2 separate regions of the Capra hircus genome follow, and region 1 is linked to region 2. A link is a contact called in public Hi-C data. All regions are on one chromosome and are shown on one strand. The core of a region is the stretch at or near the end of the contact, and the rest is flanking DNA. Distances in the headings are between cores, read along the strand shown. Region 1 overlaps ACVR2B (activin A receptor type 2B). Region 2 holds the start of XYLB (xylulose kinase).

Region 1 (2,700 bases), core at 25-2,524, 73 kb before region 2:
GCCTTCCCACCTGGACTCCCAGAGCCCTAAGCCGGGGCCCATCCCACCCTGTGGGGAGCGGGGTCTGCACCAGGTTGGAGTTCCACGAAGCCACCCAGGCGGGCAGCTTTAGTACACCCCGCTCCGTCAGTGTGAGAATCCCTAACTGCACTCCGACCAGAGCTGTCAGAGCAACGACAACCCCTGTCCAGTCCCCAGCATCAAAGGCTGGCTCTCACATTCTCAGAGGGTTTGAGGAGGGGCACTGCAGCTGGGGGATGTGAGTTTCCTGGCAAGAATTTACACCATTTGGGATGTGAATGAGAAGAGAAGTTTCAATGCATTTGCCTGATTCTGAGCAGGCCCCAGAGCAGAGGTCCCCAGCCTCACGATCTAATGCCTGATGATCTGAGGTGGAGCTAATACAGTAATAATAAAAATAAAGTGCACTGTAAATGTAACATGTTTAAATCAACCTGAAACCACCCTCACCCCAGTCTGTAGAAAAACTACTGTCTTCCACAAAACTGGTCCCTGCTGCCAAAAAGGTTGGGGACCGCTGCCCCAGAGGTTTGAGCTGCTCTGGAGGTGGCACAGTGGGCGCTGGGGTTGCACTCAGCTCTGCCTTTCCCTAGCAGGTCCTCAACTTCCACATGCCTGTCTCAGCCTTCCTCTGAGGACTCAACTGATGGACAAATGCTTAGAGCCACCCCTGGCACGCTTCCTATGCACTGTCGTTAGCCTGGACCCGATGGAAGAGTCAGCATTCAACCGAGTCTGCCCTACAAAAATGGTAATTTCCTACAGTCAATGCCCTGTGTCATTCATATTGCTCCCACTGGGGCCCTGCAGCTTTGAGGCTCCCTCACAGTCAGAGAACCACACTAAGCTGTCATCTCATCTGTGCTGCTGTCCCTTCCCCTGTAAGAAGGGCTGGGAAAAACAGTACTTATCTCACAGAGCAGTTAGGAGGCTTAAATGACTTGGCATTTCGGAGTGTCTAGAGTGGTGCCTGCCACTGCGATGAGGAGGTAACACAGACCAGCTCTCAAAGCACCATCCCAGGACTCCAGAGAATCCCCGAGACTGTTTCCGGGGATCTGTGAGGTCAACATTCCTTTCATAATAATCCATTATTCGCCTTTCTTAAAGCTCATTCTCCCAGGACTACAGAGTTTTCCAGAGGCTACATACTCACGCTGTCACTCTGACAGTTAACAGGATACGTATGCTGTAACACAGCAAGGATCAATGCACAGAACTCCAACCAGGGACAGAATCAGCACTTCCCTCTGTGGCCACTGGAGGGCACCAGAGAACCAGCCTGCAAGACCACAGCCAGCGCAGACAAGGGCAGAAGGCAGGGGAAGGGCCAGGGTTACCCCTGACACACCAGAGCGGCTAAGCATGTTTATGAAACTGAGACCGGCCCCGCCACGCTCCCCGGGCCCTGCTCTCAACCTCCAACCCTCTCTGTGGCTCCAGGTCGAGAGAAGAGAGGGCAACTGCTAACCCAGGTACCTGTGGGCAATAGACGGCTTGTGGCCCTCGCCCCGGCACCAGGGCACATCCTCGTGTAGGTATGAGAGGCCTCTAGACATCGTCTCCGCCACGTGACACAGCTCGTTCCAGGTGATGATGTTCCCCTTGAGGTAATCCGTGAGGGAGCCCTACAGGAGACGGCACAGGCTCTGGGCACGCGGGCAGGATCCAGCCCTGCCCCTGGAGGGCCGCACCCGTGGGTCAGATGGCTGAGTGCCCCACCGGGAGGCTGGCACCGACGAGGCCAGGAGGGGCTGGGAGGCGGGTGGTGTCAGACAGTGAGGATCATGACGTCACTACTCCTGTTTGCAAGAACTGATCCCAGGGAGAGGGGTTCTTCCTGCAGACCCTCGTGTCCACACCCGTGGAAGGGGACCTCAGGGGAAGGCCACAGTGGGGCCCACGGTCACCTCCCGCGGGAGCAGGGTTCACGGGGCGAGGCTCACCTTGTCGTGGAAGGCTGTGATGAGCCACAGCTCCGCCTCCAGGCTGGAGCCTCGCTTCTCAGCGGCAATGAACTGCAGCAGGTTCTCGTGCTTCATGCCAGGCGTGCTGAAGATCTCCCGCTCACTCTGCCACGACTGCTTGTCCTGAAGCAGGGAGGCGCAGCTGAACCCCACCGCAGCCACGCCACCTGGCAGCTTCCCACCCGCTCCCAACCTCCTCTGTCAGGGGCAGGGCAGGACTCAGCTGGGCCGGGGACCACAGGCCAGCGGTGAGCCCTGAGATCACTGAGCCCAGCACCTGGTTTACGACAGAGGGCACTGAGGCCCAGAGTGACAGAAAGGAGCGGCCCAGGACCACCCAACCAACGAGAAGCAGAGTGTCCTGGGCAATGGCTCCGTCAGCCTGGTGTCCAGGGCCTCTAAGCAGAACCTGATGTCAAAGCAAAACCCTAAAAACCAGGGTGGACTGAGGCTCTGCAAATCAGGGTTTCGAAAGCCCTACCCTAGGCCCACAATAAACGCTGCCACCCGCAATGGGGCCCATTCTTCTCTCACCCCGCGTGCACAGGGTATGGACTGCTCTTGGGCAGGAGGGCTCAGGCCCCAGCCCGATGACCTGGAGACCACGCCCCACAGGCAGACACACACCTGGAGTGGGAAGATCTTGACAGCCACGAAGTCGTTCATGAGCTGCGCCTTCCAGACACAACCGAAGCGCCCCCGAGCCTTGATC
Region 2 (2,700 bases), core at 97-2,596:
ACAACTTTTACCTGGAAGGTAAAATAGTAAAAATAATGGATAGACTTTTCCTCAGCTTCTATACTGGTCCGGGGATATGAACATCATCAGGTGAAGACCAGCCCCCTAGAAGTGGTTCAGCCTGGAGACCTCCTTGAGGCTGCGGTGCATCCTTGCATCGTGGCAATTATCTGGGTAAGAGGCCTCATCTGACGACATATCCAAAGACTTAGTAAAATGAAGAAGTGGAGGGGCTAAACAGAAACACCCCGAAACACTCGGAATTTCTGCCCTCCCAAACAGCCAAAGCCAAAATCCTCTAGAAGTAGATGTTCATAGATGAGCTGGTTCCTATGGCAGGCAAGAAGGTCTGAGAAAGTCCTAGAGGAGAAGGAATGGGAGGCAGGGTTTGGAGATGTCTCTGGGGTGTCCACGCCTGCAGGGCTCTAAGAGACGAGGCAAGGTCCCCGGTTTGTTCCCAAAGGCCATGATCAAGGACCAGAGATACATGTCCCAGTGGAGCAGATTCCAAACTCCAGGGTACAACTCCTTTACTGGACAGATGCAGAAACAGGCCTAGCAAGACAACCTGACTTATCCAAGGTCCCCCCCAGGAGTTTCTGGTCAGGGATAGACCACAGCCTTGCTCCCCTGACCCATCTGTGGAGAGGGGTTTGTCTTTAACTGCGACCATGTCCTAAGTTAAGGAGAAGGAGCCCCTTGATACCCCAAACTGGAAAGCAAATCTTGACTCTCCTTGCCTGAGTGCCTGACTCAGGGAGCAGCACAGTCAGGCACGTTGACCTGGGCACGCTGGTGCCATCCAAGGGCTGTCACAGGCGGAACAAAGTTCAGGTGTACATCGTGCCCATTTCACTTAAAAAAAAAAAAAGGTTCAAGCGGTGATCTGGTTCCCGGTCACTGGCTCCGCCTGCGTGTCTCCCCGTCTGTCTGGCCCTCTCTGTTTAAAGCAGCCGAGTTCCTTCGGGTCCCTGGCAACCTGTGCTCAAGACGGCGCGCGAGCCTTTGAGGTTCCCGGGCATCTCCCCGCCGCGTGCCCGCGGATCCCTTGAAGGAGTCGGGGTGGAGGGCCCCCTCTCTGGGAGAGCCGGGGTACAGGCCTGGCGGAGGTGCCGGGTCCCCGGGGAAGCCCGAGAGAGAAGCGCTCGCAGCGCGGCCCAGGGTTCCGGGCGCCGGGGTCCCCGCCAGCCCGCCCCGGGGCCCGCGCCGATACCTGCTGCGTGCTGAAGTCCCAGCCCAGGCAGCAGCGGCGAGCGGCGCGCTCGGCCATGGCCGCGGAGGATCCGGCGGCGCGCGGTTCCGTCAGTCCTTCCCGCGGCCGGACTGTCGCCGCGCTCCAACGCGCAGACACGCCGGGCCCGCCCCTCGCCCCGCCCGGCCGAACTCCCGGACCCGGGGCCCCCGCCGCCTTGCGCTCTGGCGCCACCTGCGGGCGAGCGAGGTGGGGACGCGCCGCTGCTCGGCATCAGGTGCTTTTCTCACCTGGGCGACCGGCAGCTCCCTCCCTCCAACCCCACCTCGCCCGCCTCCATCCAAATGGGCTCCCTGCGCAGACCCGGCCTTATCGCGGCCTGCCTTCCCCTGGAGGACGCCTGGACCAGAGGATTCATCCTTAGGCCGGCTTGTTCCCACCCGTCTCTCTGAGAGCCCGGGGCCTGGGACCTTCAAGTTCGTCTCTCTCAGGTACTGGAGCCCTGTCCACTCATGGTGCTGCGTTAGGGGGCACAGGGCAATGGACCCAGGGACTGAATCCGCGCTGTCGGCAGTAAAAGCGAAGAGCCCCAATCCCTGGACCACCAGGAAACTCCCTAGGCATTAGTTTTGAAGTACTTTTTAAAATTCAGCACTGTTTTTACAGTTTACTCATAGTTATATGTATTCTCTGGTTCCCAAACTGTGCACCCAGGTGCTCTGGGAAGGTGCAGGGAACCCACAGGGGTGCAGTGGGGTAGTTTTACTTTTGGAGGGAAAGACGGGCATACTCATCTCAACCTTTGTCAGTCTCTAAGGGCACTGGTGAGTGGTTGACTGTTGACTGCTGGGCAGTCAACGGTTCTTACACTGGATTTGCTAGATTCTTTTCTAGGATAAGGCATATCTTTGCAAACCTGTGTCATAGTGATCAGCAAATCGCGGTGATTAAGCAGTCATGGTGATAAACAAGCACTGCAGGAAAATTAAAGTGCAAAACTAAGGGCAGCGGTTTTCAGTCTGATCCTAATCTTTCAAGAGTTGTGCAACACCCAACAGGCACACACATCCCCTTAGTGAATAATTATGCTTGTTTAAGAAGGAAATGAAATCATTTTCTCTCCCTACTTATATGCACTAATTTCTTTGAAGAGCTTTTAAGTTGTTAGGACACAGGTATATATGAAGCCGTTTGGGTCTAACTATTGATCCTTACTAAACAGAACCATTAATCTCTTCTTTTGGCCAAGAAGCACGTGACAAAACTCAGATTCTGAAGGATGCCATGAAGTGCACAGTGTGTGGGAACCCCTCATCTGCTTGGTTGCTTGTAACAGTTCTTTTGTGTTCATTAGTGTACTGACCCCAGGTTTTGCTGCTCAAGCTGCCCCTGAGGGACACTGGGGTGGACTCCAGTTCCCCACTGTTGCAAGTAGCACAGGTTGAAACCTCCTCATCCATGGTTCTGTGGACCTCTGGGGGGAATTTTTTTTTTTTGGGGGGGTGGGT

What was found. Hi-C and Micro-C count contacts between places; a contact is called where the count stands out from the background.
Region 1: a Hi-C map of blood shows a contact between it and region 2, with 1.9 times the contacts expected there. The contact joins the enhancer-like site here to the promoter of XYLB in region 2. A contact is called at or near these places in 3 of 5 Hi-C or Micro-C datasets (all in blood).

The regions. Positions count from the first base shown.
Region 1 is chr22:11,721,320-11,724,019 of ARS1.2, reverse strand. It overlaps ACVR2B (activin A receptor type 2B), which reads right to left. Exons shown (of 11, transcript NM_001314169.1): 5 at 2,616-2,700; 6 at 1,968-2,111; 7 at 1,501-1,649. Among named protein-coding and RNA genes, the nearest start is that of EXOG, 17 kb to the left of the region's middle. Within about 2 kb of position 1,274, at least 2 of the 5 cell types and tissues checked have an H3K27ac peak or open chromatin away from gene starts, as enhancers often do.
Region 2 is chr22:11,648,756-11,651,455 of ARS1.2, reverse strand. XYLB (xylulose kinase) reads right to left here and starts at 1,346. Exons shown (of 19, transcript XM_018067179.1): 1 at 1,214-1,346; 2 at 1-11. The coding sequence starts at 1,270.